3 separate regions of the Mus musculus genome follow, and regions 1 and 3 are each linked to region 2. A link is a contact called in public ChIA-PET and promoter capture Hi-C data. All regions are on one chromosome and are shown on one strand. Each heading gives the region's core, a stretch centred on a gene start, on an enhancer-like site or on the middle of the called end of the contact. The rest is flanking DNA. Distances are from core to core; before and after follow the strand shown.

Evidence for each region. Promoter capture Hi-C pulls out the DNA fragments that hold promoters and counts their contacts. ChIA-PET counts read pairs in DNA pulled down with a chosen protein or histone mark.
Region 1: a contact with region 2 is called in an RNA polymerase II ChIA-PET map of memory CD8 T cells, with 43 read pairs. The contact joins the enhancer-like site here to the promoter of Lbh in region 2. A contact is called at or near these places in 4 of 39 promoter capture datasets (frontonasal cranial neural crest, hippocampal neurons, liver and 1 more) and 3 of 115 datasets of contacts at active chromatin or transcription factors (double positive thymocytes, embryonic forebrain and memory CD8 T cells).
Region 3: a promoter capture Hi-C map of stem cell-derived epiblast-like cells shows a contact between it and region 2, with 7 times the contacts expected there. The contact joins the promoter of Galnt14 here to the promoter of Lbh in region 2. A contact is called at or near these places in 5 of 39 promoter capture datasets (cranial neural crest, liver, pre-B cells and 1 more), 1 of 484 Hi-C or Micro-C datasets (embryonic stem cells) and 5 of 115 datasets of contacts at active chromatin or transcription factors (embryonic forebrain, embryonic hindbrain, embryonic midbrain and 2 more).

Annotation. Positions count from the first base shown.
Region 1 is chr17:73,867,569-73,870,902 of GRCm38.p6, forward strand. It overlaps the pseudogene Gm4948. Among named protein-coding and RNA genes, the nearest start is that of Ehd3, 64 kb to the left of the region's middle. Within about 2 kb of position 1,908, at least 18 of the 459 cell types and tissues checked have an H3K27ac peak or open chromatin away from gene starts, as enhancers often do. A contact at or near this core is called in memory CD8 T cells, where this site is marked.
Region 2 is chr17:72,916,021-72,919,700 of GRCm38.p6, forward strand. Lbh (limb-bud and heart) reads left to right here and starts at 2,285. Exons shown (of 3, transcript NM_029999.4): 1 at 2,285-2,558. The coding sequence starts at 2,533. Gm30375 (predicted gene, 30375) reads right to left here and starts at 2,135. Exons shown (of 2, transcript NR_168598.1): 1 at 328-2,135.
Region 3 is chr17:73,708,862-73,712,156 of GRCm38.p6, forward strand. Galnt14 (polypeptide N-acetylgalactosaminyltransferase 14) reads right to left here and starts at 1,590. Exons shown (of 15, transcript NM_027864.2): 1 at 1,070-1,590. The coding sequence starts at 1,198.

The DNA of each region.
Region 1 (3,334 bases), core at 658-3,157, 950 kb after region 2:
ACAAGGGGACCAGAAGAGGAAGTTAGATTCCCTGAAATTAAAGCTATAGGCAATTGTAAGTGGCCCAATTTGATTGCTGGTAGCTGAACTTAGGTCCTCTTCAAAGCTCTTAATCACTGAGCCATCCCTCCAGCCAGCCCCACTCCACCTCCAATGTTTTAAGTCAGTTTACAATTTGGTTACATTCATAGATAACCTGGAGTACACACCTTTGCACATTGAATTGAACACATCTAGAACTTTAGAAGTTCGTAGGTTGAGGAGAGCATAGAAGTGGTGCTTTCAAAAGACATTCTGAGAGTCTTGTAAGAGTGGAGGTGACAGATTAGAGTTCATGAGAGGCTCTGCCGCTGAAGTCCCCTCTTCCTGGTACAGACTGACCATCTCTTCAGCATCCTGCCTTAGGCAACAATCTGGAAAGAGGCAGGAAGAAGGTTCCCTGGCTCTTCAGAATGGAGGTCAGTGTGTCACTTTCCTGTCACAAGACCCCCTTCAGCTTTCTGTAAATACACACAGCTTGGGATTCCTGCCCAGCTGGGTATCAGGAAAAGAAACAATAACCATAGAGACCTCCACAACCCAGCCCGGACTCTGCTCCCACAATCCTAACTATCCTTTGGGTCTCCCTTGAGGACAGATCAGTCACTGGAGCTTCCTACTCTGAGACAGGTCAGAGAAGCCCACTGAGGTCATAGCCAGCATGAAAGGGCCTTCCACCAGCCTGGGTAGAAAATTCTGGAAGCAGAGGTGCCTCCACAACCTGGAAAGCCTGGAAGAGAATTATTTCCAAGGCCTAGCAATGCCTAGCTAACATTAAACCCATCCAAAGCTTGCTATTTCTCCTTGTATCTGAGATATGGAATCAAAGAACTCGTAGAGAAGGGCCTGGAGCTATCACCAAGAGGGAAAGCAAGCTAGCTGTGTTATCTTCTCTAAAGACTCCCCCGGGTCTCCACCTGCCAAGCAGCTGGGTTCCTTCTGACCTATCAGCATCCCGAGGAATGGCCTGGCCTTGTTTATGGTAGAGGGGCCCTGGATGAAGCTGAGGCTGAGGGAGAATTTCAGACCTAAGGTGAAAGGAGGCAAGGCTTCTTCATGGACAACTTTACAGCTAAATGCCCATTAAGCAAAGAGAACACCACTGACTTCAGAGTCTTACTTAAACATATCTTTCTTCTCCCAGAGTGGCCTTCTCCCAAGACATCGAGGTAAGCCTGACATGGCGTTGGTTGAAGCACTCACCGTTTCAGTCTTGAGTTGTGTCTGATCTTTTCTCTTAGGTGTCCCTTTGAGGATCTGTATCTCCCAGGTAAGATGCCTGAGAAAGCGAAAGAAAGATGTCCTACCACCATGCTGTCTGTCTTTCTGGGCAGGCTTTTTCCCCCCATTTCTAGAGTTCTGGGATCTATGATACCCCCTTTTCTCCAAAGAAGGCTACTATTTGGGGAACATGGGACGACTTCCTTGAACTGATGGAGGACTGATACTTGACTATTTTGGGTTCTTGTGCCATGGAGTCAGAAGAAAAGTAATACACACCATCCTCACAGAGGTCATGGGTAGGGCCTGGAAGGAGTGAGCAGAGCTGCTGCTAGGTAAGGGGGAGAGGGTCACACTTAGTGCTGGGTGAGTCACGTGGGTGTCTCTCGGCAGTCTTGTATTGACTTCCAACAGTAAGTAGGAGACGAAGCAGTCATGAGGCAGAGCCTCTTGAAGAACCTCTAAGAAGCAGTGGCTCTGACTGGCACTAAAAACAGAGCATTAGGGATACAACGTCGAGGATGCCCAGATCCACCCCAACCCCTAGTACTGAAGGACTAACTCTCCCAGGCCTCTATGGGTGCATCTATCTAATGTCAGCCCCTTCACAATAGCTTTGATAGAGAGGAGTTGCCTCCCCCACCCCTAAAGCCACAGCCACTTCCTGAGCAAGCCCCGGGTTACAACTGGTGGCGCAGGGGAAACCCTAGGCCCAGCACCCTGAACCCAGGCAGATGCTGCAGCCATCCAGCCCCTACTCTCTCAGTCTCCCGCTACTCTGTCAATACTCTGTCAATACTCTCTCAGTCTCCCACTACTCTGACCAGTCTGAATCAGCATTTTGTTTATTTATTTGTTTATTTCTTTTCACAATGGATGCACTTAAAGCTATGCTTCACTATTGGACAAAGTCCACAGTTTATATGAGGGTTCTTGAAGTTGTGTAGTCCACGAGTTTATTAGCTAAGTATCTAATGACACATGTTCAACATTACAGGATTATATAGGGCTTTTCTGCCCTAAAAACCCATGCCCCTCCCCCCCCTTCACTTGTTTGTCCCTTGCTGTCCCCAGGCCTCTGCTAATTGCCAGTATTCATGTTGTCTCACATCTTTGCCTTTTCTGGAATGCCATATAACTGGACTTATACCACATGTAGCCTTTTCAGATGAGATTTGTTAATTTAAGGTGTCCCTGAGTCTTTAATGATCTCATAGTTCCCTCCTTTGCAGTGTTATATAATATTCCATTGCTATATAATATTCAGTGTTTCTCAACCTGTGGGTCTCGGCCCCCTTTGTGGTCAATTACATATCAGATACCCTACATATCAGATATATACATTACAGTTTATAACAGTAGCAAGATTACAGTTGTGATGTAGAAGTGTTGGAGGCTCAGCACAGCATGAGGAACTATATTAAAAGGGTGACAGCATTAGGAAGGTTGAGAACCAGTGGTCTGCATGTACCATGGTTTCTTTGGGGGAGGGGGCAGTAAGCAGATTTTATTGTTGCTGCTGAAGAGTCATGGCCAGCCACATCAGGACAGGGGTAGTGATGGGGTGGAGAGTATTACTGGGCTGATCCCCTGAGGAGCGGCTCAGAGCAGGAAGGGGATAATGGGCATGCAGAGGGGCAGGTAGTTGCAGAACTCCTACAGGTAGCTGTGATGCTTGCACTTGGCCCAGATAGTCATCTGGGTGAAGCCCACCAGGGAGAAGAGGGCCACTGGGACACACTGAGTCAAGATGGCAAAGCCAATCCAGGAGCGCACCTCATAAGTGCAGCTGGGACAGGACACCAACAGAAACAGCCAGGTGAAAGGGTTCTTGGAGGGGTATGGGAACTTCCTGGTTTTCGACCCAGCCGAAGGTCCCGAAGAACCATGTGGATGGAGAGGTTCCCAAGCTGGTAGATCACAAAAACGGCCAGTGCCAGCTTAACCTGCTGAACTCCATAGGTAGGGGGTGTGTAGACAGGGTGGTTGATGTAAGAAGCCATCCATGCAGCAAAGCCCCAATTGTAGGTGCAGTTTTTGAAGATGTTTTGCAAAGGCGCGGTTCCGTGAGAGA
Region 2 (3,680 bases), core at 1,035-3,534:
GGAGTTCCAGTCCCAGTCCAGCCTTGTCTAACTGTGGCAAGTTCCCTAATTTACTTCAGCACGGTTTGTACATCTGTAAACTGGGCTCTGTAAACTGTTAGGCTATGCCGTTTAATCTCATTCCACTCGGTTAAAAGCCAACACAGTGACAATGTTTCGAAAAAACACGTAGCTCCTTGTGAGGAGCCACATAGATGTAGTAGCATTGAGAATTGGCGTAGTGTAGATCTGGGAGCCACGATCCAAGGCTGACTTTCTGCTCTAATTTTCTGACAGCTGAAATTGAGCTGAAGTATTCATTCATACACTCTCCCAAAAAGTACTCACCCGACACTAACTCGGTGTCCTCCAATGTAGGCCATTTTCCACGAGGCCAGGTTGTTATTCTAGAGGGAGACTTTTCTTCACATCCTCTTCCCCAAAAGGGCTGATTGATTTCCGTGGTGTGAGGAGGTGGTGAGAGGGTTTGATAGGTAATAATCACAAATATGTAACATGCATGTGTCTGTGACAGGTCACGATGGTACCATCCATTGCCTTTCATCTCAGGTCTTGTGAGGGATTGTATGGGCAAACATGGGAGAAGGTTTTCTTCTGCTAACCCAAGGGTCTGCCTCAGGGCCCACCCTCAGAGGGTTTCCAGGAAAGCTCGGTCTAGAATCTAGATCTCTAGACTTTGGCTTCTCTTTGGCTCCCCAGGTGACAATATGCCACATGTCAGCCAATGGCACTGAGATACTTTCCCATTCTATTAAAAGGCTCAGGCTGCCCCTCCATTAATAACACACCACGGACCATCTTCCCTTGGCCCCTGTTCATAAAGCCCCACCCTCCGCCAGACCCCTGTCACCTGGTCAGAAGCAGAAGCGAATAGTCCTGAAGAGCACAAACAGCGCTTCATTTGTCTCAAGGGGGTAAGGACAGCCTCCTGCGTTTTTCTGATTACAGGGCTTATGAAATACGGCTCTTTTAGGACGCTCCAGTTTTTACTCAGGATGTATATAGGTACGCATAGTTGGGAAAGCAGTTATTGCAAAGTTGCTCTTAGAAAGAGTAGATGCTGAAAATTATGAGGTCCTCTTTCTCAACATCCGCGTGGCCCCTGCTACTGAAAACTCGTCTCTTGATGCCAGCAGCTTTTTGCTGGATATAACCAGTACGCTTTTCTTTCAGGGTGCAGACTTATTTTAAATCACATTTAATTGTGTTTAGTTTTCGACCACGGCTCTCCCTTTCCCCAGTCCCTTTATGCACATAGGTCAAGGTTAGGAAGCTGTTTTACAAGAGTAATTGAAACAGAGGCCACAGCGGGGCAGCGCTGGGTACTGAGTCAGACTCCGTTCTTCCTGGCTGTAGGGGCTGCACAGCAGTTTAGTCTCCAAGATAGACACCGGAACTGCAATTCCTGGGCTATGAAGGAGTCAGTCTCTCAACTCTGTGTTTTCTATCAGATGGGCTCTGGGAGCTAAGGCTAGCCGGGTGTACTTGTATTCCGCTCGTTCTCCTCACCCTCTACTCCCAATGCAAACCGTATATGCTACTCTGTGTGTGTGTGTGTGTGTGTGTGTGTGCACACGCAAGCGCGCTCGCGCAACGGAAAAACCCTAGTAAGACACCACATCCTTTCTCCCACAAACAGAACCCTCCATGGACTCCAGGACCGCAGACTTTTAGAAAGCCAACAATGCCCCCTCCGGCATGGGTGCCTCCAGCCCCGCAGCTGTGCAGCCTTCTTTCCCATCTTTTCCTTTTTCCCCCGGCCCCGCCACGATCGGGATGCCACAGGCGATAATGTCCAAGAGAGGCCTACTTTGCATGGATGACCAGTGAAGGGTCCTGAGATGTGGAAGTCACAGAGAACCCGACAGCGGGCGCTCGGATGGAAGAATGGCGCCCTCCCCCGGCGATCTGTCTCTTCCCGCGTGGGCCCCCATTCCTTCCTCACGCCCACCCATCCCCGTAGCCCTTAGAGTCCCTGTGTTCAGAGAGGGGGCTGCGGACGCTGCGGATTTATGGTCAGGAAGCTGCGTTGACATTGAACTCCAGCTCGGGAACACGCGTGTGTGTCAACGGTGGGGAGGGGGGCGGGCTCGTAGCTGCTGGGAGCCAGCTCAGGCAGGGTGCAGAGCCCGGCTGGTCCCCGCCGCCGCCCGCGGGAGCTATGAGCGCTGAAGCCATTCATGATTTTGGTGACGTTATTCTAAGAGTGGGCGAGGAGAGGCGGGGCCGCTCGCCGACAAGCCCCGCCCCTCCCTTATAAATGCTGCTTCCCGGGCTCTTTGTGGGACCCGGAGATCGGTGGAGAGCGGAGAGCTTGGTCTGCACTGCCTACGCCGTTGGCAGCGAGGCTGTCTCCGGAAGGCGGACCGGCGCTAGCCCAGTACCCGCTCTCGGCTGCCCGCTGCTCTCCTCTGCGCCCCTGCCAATCTCATTCAGGACTCAGTGACTGGTTTTTTTTTGTTTGTTTGTTTGTTTTGTTTTGTTTTGTTTTTCTTAATCACAAGGGCGTGGGTCAGCCTCCCCTAGGACTTCATGTCTGTATATTTCCCCATTCACTGGTGAGTATCCTGCGCCTTTGGCGGCCGCCAGTTTAACCCGGGTGGCTGCGCAGCCCGGCAGCCTCCTAGTGCCGGCTCCGGGTACGAGGCCGGAGAGTGGCACGGACACCCAGTGCGGGTTAACCCGCCAGCCTCAGCCCCTGCAGGAGTCGACGTCAAGGTTGCAAAGCTGGAGGTTGGGGGAGGCGGTGCTGAGAGCATCCAGACAAAGGAAGTGAACTCGGAACCTTCACTTAAGTGGCGGCCAGAGGGCGTGGATATGGTGGCGTTGGGTGGGGAGAACCTGGGGTCCCACCTGAAGCCCCCTAAGGAAACCCTGTCCGCTGAGGGCCACAGGAGATGAGTCCTGCTTGGTGCAGGGGGCTCCGGTTTCCCGGGCCCCTCCCCTTCTCCTTTTTGTTTGCACGCAAGTCTCGGCGTCGAGGATGGCTGCAGAGGGGCCGAGCTGGTGCAGCCGCTGGGTTTGCAGAGCTTCTGGGGGAGGGAGGATGCTGGGGAGACGCTCTCCGCACAAACAAGCCACAAGCATCAGGGTGCAAACTACACCCTCACAACCCCTGCCCTCTCCGTTGTCCCTTAAATCCAACGCGCCTTTGTGGAGGGCCGGGGCTAGGAAGGAGCAAGCTCTCCCAGTGCCAGATTGGAAGAAGCCGGCCACTGCTGAGTCGGGGGCTGCAGAGATTTGCCTGCAGCCGGGGAAGATCGGGTGTGGAGGATCAGAGCCGAGAAGGATGGGGGACAGGCCCCTAGCTGCTGGGACGTGCGCGCCAGCTGCTTCTTCCTTCCTGCTGTGGTGTAGAGGAGGGGCGCTACAGGGAGGCGAGCACCCGTGGTCCTGGAGCGCGCTCGCAGGTGCCAGCCTTGGAGAGCCAGACCCGGGTCCAATGCAAGGTCTGAACCCGGGGAGAGCGGCGCTATTCTGCTTAGCCCAGGAACTCTGAAAGTTCGTGTTTCTCAGTTTAACTTTTTGGGCCCGCGCCACAGTTCCAAAAAGGAACAGACGCCGCTACAGGAGACGACGACCCTGGTCTTAACCCTGTAATGCTATTGACTCTCTTCTTTCAGGGATTGGAGGCAGCTTTTCCAGACTAGGGAGGAAATTGTTAAAGTCTAGCTTCTAAC
Region 3 (3,295 bases), core at 340-2,839, 790 kb after region 2:
AGAACGATCTAAGACGAGTTAATTAAAGACTCTTGGCCTGTTTCCCCATCTATGAAATAAGAACAATATTAAACAACTCCTTATGAAGAAAACACCAACTATGCACTTAGCACACAGTAGGCCCTCCCTACTGTACTTATCGGTGAGATCCACTCCTACTTAACACAGAGATGTTCATGTCTTCCTCTTTCCGACTACAGGCTCCTCCAAGGTCTTTTCCCACTCCTAGAGATTGCCCTGGGCTCATAAAGGTTGCTTAGCTGCCAGCAAATCCCCAGAAGCCTCGCTCTGTTTCCCCTGGTCAAGGCTGTGGAAAAGAAAGACAGGGGCTCTGAATCTCAAGAGAGAGCCAGTAGGGGGAACCTTCCACTCCTCTGGGCTGCACCGACTGGACAAGAGTTGGGAAAGCCACTTGGATTCCCATTTCCACAACTCCCTGCCAGTAGGAAGGTTTCTGTTCTTATGGGCTCCTCCGTGCTGTCCTGAGCGCATTCAACTTCCAACGCAGCAAATGAACTGGGGAACAGTTCACAGAGCCGGTGGCACCAGGCCAGGCCAGGTGGGTAGGGAAGGCTGGGAGGCCTCCAGGGGGGTCGCTAGTGCTGTTCACGTGCGCACAGCACCCGGGTCATCGTCTCCTCCTCTGGGGCCTGGCAGCAAAGGGAAGGAGTCCGCAAATCCACCAGACTTCTCATGGGTGCCAGCATCGCTCACCCAGCAACCTCCAGTGACCCTCCAGCGGCACCCACCGACCGCCAGTCCCAAAGTAGCTAGTCCGCAGCGCCCCCTTGGCCACCGGACTGCTAGTTAAGTTGGGAGCCCGGCTCTGTCTGCGAGCGCGCGCCCACCACCCACGCCCACTGCCACTTACACACGCCAAAGATATGGAGACGCCCCAAGCTTCTTAAATTCCACAAGCACCTCCCCATGGCCGCATCCCGCGCCTGTTCCCCATCGCAGCACCTCGACACCCCTGCATTTGAACCCTCAATCCCAGTGCGTGGACCACGCACCCTTCCACCTGCCAGTGCCCGGTGCCCTGTGCCCTGTGCGCCACGAAACGGCATACCTTGGGGGTCTGCACTTCGGGTCCCAGCGGCACCTCCAACTTCCTCTTGGTGACCCAGAAGAACAGCAGTACGGTGATCCAGAGCACCCCAAAGATGGGCAGCGCCAAGCGGCGAGTCAGCCGCCGCATGGTCCCCTCTGCCTGCTTCTCTTGGTGGCGACGCGTCCCTGGGGCACCCCCCGGCGGTCAGGGGTGGCGGGGCACGAGTCTGCCGAGCGCCTCGCTCTAGGAGAAACGCTGCTCCTGGGATCCCGATGTTGGATGGCGGGATCCTGCCCCGCCCGCTTCGGAGAGAAGCCACAGCCGGGAACGGAGCGGCGAGGGGCGCCGGAGACTAGAGACGCGGCCGGGCAGGGACGAGGGGCAGCTCAGCCCGGCGCCCGCTCCAAACGGAGAGCCGCGGCGGCCGCTGCGATGCTGCTGTGCGCCGCGGCTGCCTTTGCCCGCTGCTGCCGCGAGGGAAACTGACTCGAGCAGCCGGGAAGGTGGAATCCGAGGCTGTGCCCGGCACCCCCGGAGGAGCACGAGGAGGAGGGAGCGCGGAGGGAGGGCGGGCCCGACAGACAGACTGACTCCGAGGGAGAGCGGGGCGGGAGCGAACCGGGCTCTGAGCGGGGGCGCTACCGCCTCCCGCCGACCGTGGAGCACCCTGCGGTTGAGGGACCTTGGATGCAGCTCTGGGACCATCCTGGGCTAGGGTTGTGCTGGGAGGGGTTGGGCGGGGACCGGTTATAGGATACTGACTTGTATCAAGCAAGCTGATACTTAAGGACTAGCCCGCGCCAGGTGAGGCACTACCGGGGAGGAGTTTCTGTTTGCTGCGGGGCTCTGCACATGGTGCTCACAGGAGGGTTCGCTAGCCGGGAGCCATCACTGGGATAGTAGGGTTGGTTGACCCAGATGTTGTCTCAAGTTCAGACTTGACCATTTCAGGGCCAAGGTCGAGTTCAGCCATCTCCCCAGGGTATTCTTTGCCTTTGAGCAGGTAGGTGCCTGGCAACTTTCTCTTAATGGAAAACTGAGCTGGTCTAAATTTAACTCGAAAGATGTCCTTTTAAAAATTAAGGCAAAAGTAAATCCCTGAGGATTTTTTTTTTCTCCTTGTAAAAATAAGCCCTTTTTCTGGGGCTTGCCAGAAAAAAAGGGTCTAATGTTAGCACAACCACCGGAAGTTTTGTGAAAGGTGGCCCTGGGGTGTGTGGGAGTAGCTCCCCAAATCCCTTTCCCAGTTGCCTTTAAGGAATACATCTTCCAGCTACAGACTAAAGTCACTTGGATTTAGAGACAGGAACAGTTCTGACTCCAGTTTCCATACAGGCCTCAGGTGGGCTGGATGAATTTCTAACCATATCTCTAGAATAGGGAGGTGTGGTTTCTAGCCTAGCCTACCCAACCAACAGGGCAAATCACAGCGTCAGCCTCTCCCTTCCTTAAGTCTTAAGACTGTGCCTCATCTTCAGATGTGAATGCTGCGTTACCTCAGAGTTCAGAGAGAAAAGGTGGAAGTTTTTGCGAAGTCTGCAGAGCCCTGGCCACTGGAGTCCTTGTTTTAGTTACAGGGATGCTCCAAGTTTCTCCAAGTGAGAATGACACCGAGTGGCCCAGCGGCATGCTCCCTGCTGTCTTCACTCACAGACTGGAGCTTAGTATAGGGGTAGCACCCACACTCGACTGCAGGTGAGAAAGGTACCAGTCAGTTCTCCAGAATTCCTCCTCCAGTGCCATGGAGCCCTCCAGACACTTGCTCAGAAACAGAGGTGTCCCCCACCCCCCAACAGCTCCGGTGTTTGATACCTTGTCTTTCGGCCATAAGGCAAAGGCTCTGGAGCGGAGATGTAGGTAAGAAATTTGAGGTTGGAAATCAATCAGCCAGAAAAGGCTTGTCAGCCCCCAGAGCCCTGCTGGCATCTCACACTTGTCTCTATTGGACCCGTAGCCTCTGAAAGGTTGGGTCCACTCTCTCCAGATGTTGTTTAAGCAGGCAAAGGCCTCGGTGAATAACTGTCCAAGGAGCATTGGCGAGTGGCAAGAGCACCTACTCCCGCAGCTTTCTGAGCTCTCTGGATCTCTTCCAAGAGCCTCACCCTAGAGTCCCAGTCCTGGGCCTGCAAAGTGTTCTGTGTCAGCTCTGCCGAGAACCTCCCGAGCAAGCTGTAGACTCGCTGATGAGCGCCAGGCAGGAGCTGCAGCAGCGGAGTCCATTGCTCAGCGCTTTGTGGGGCTGTT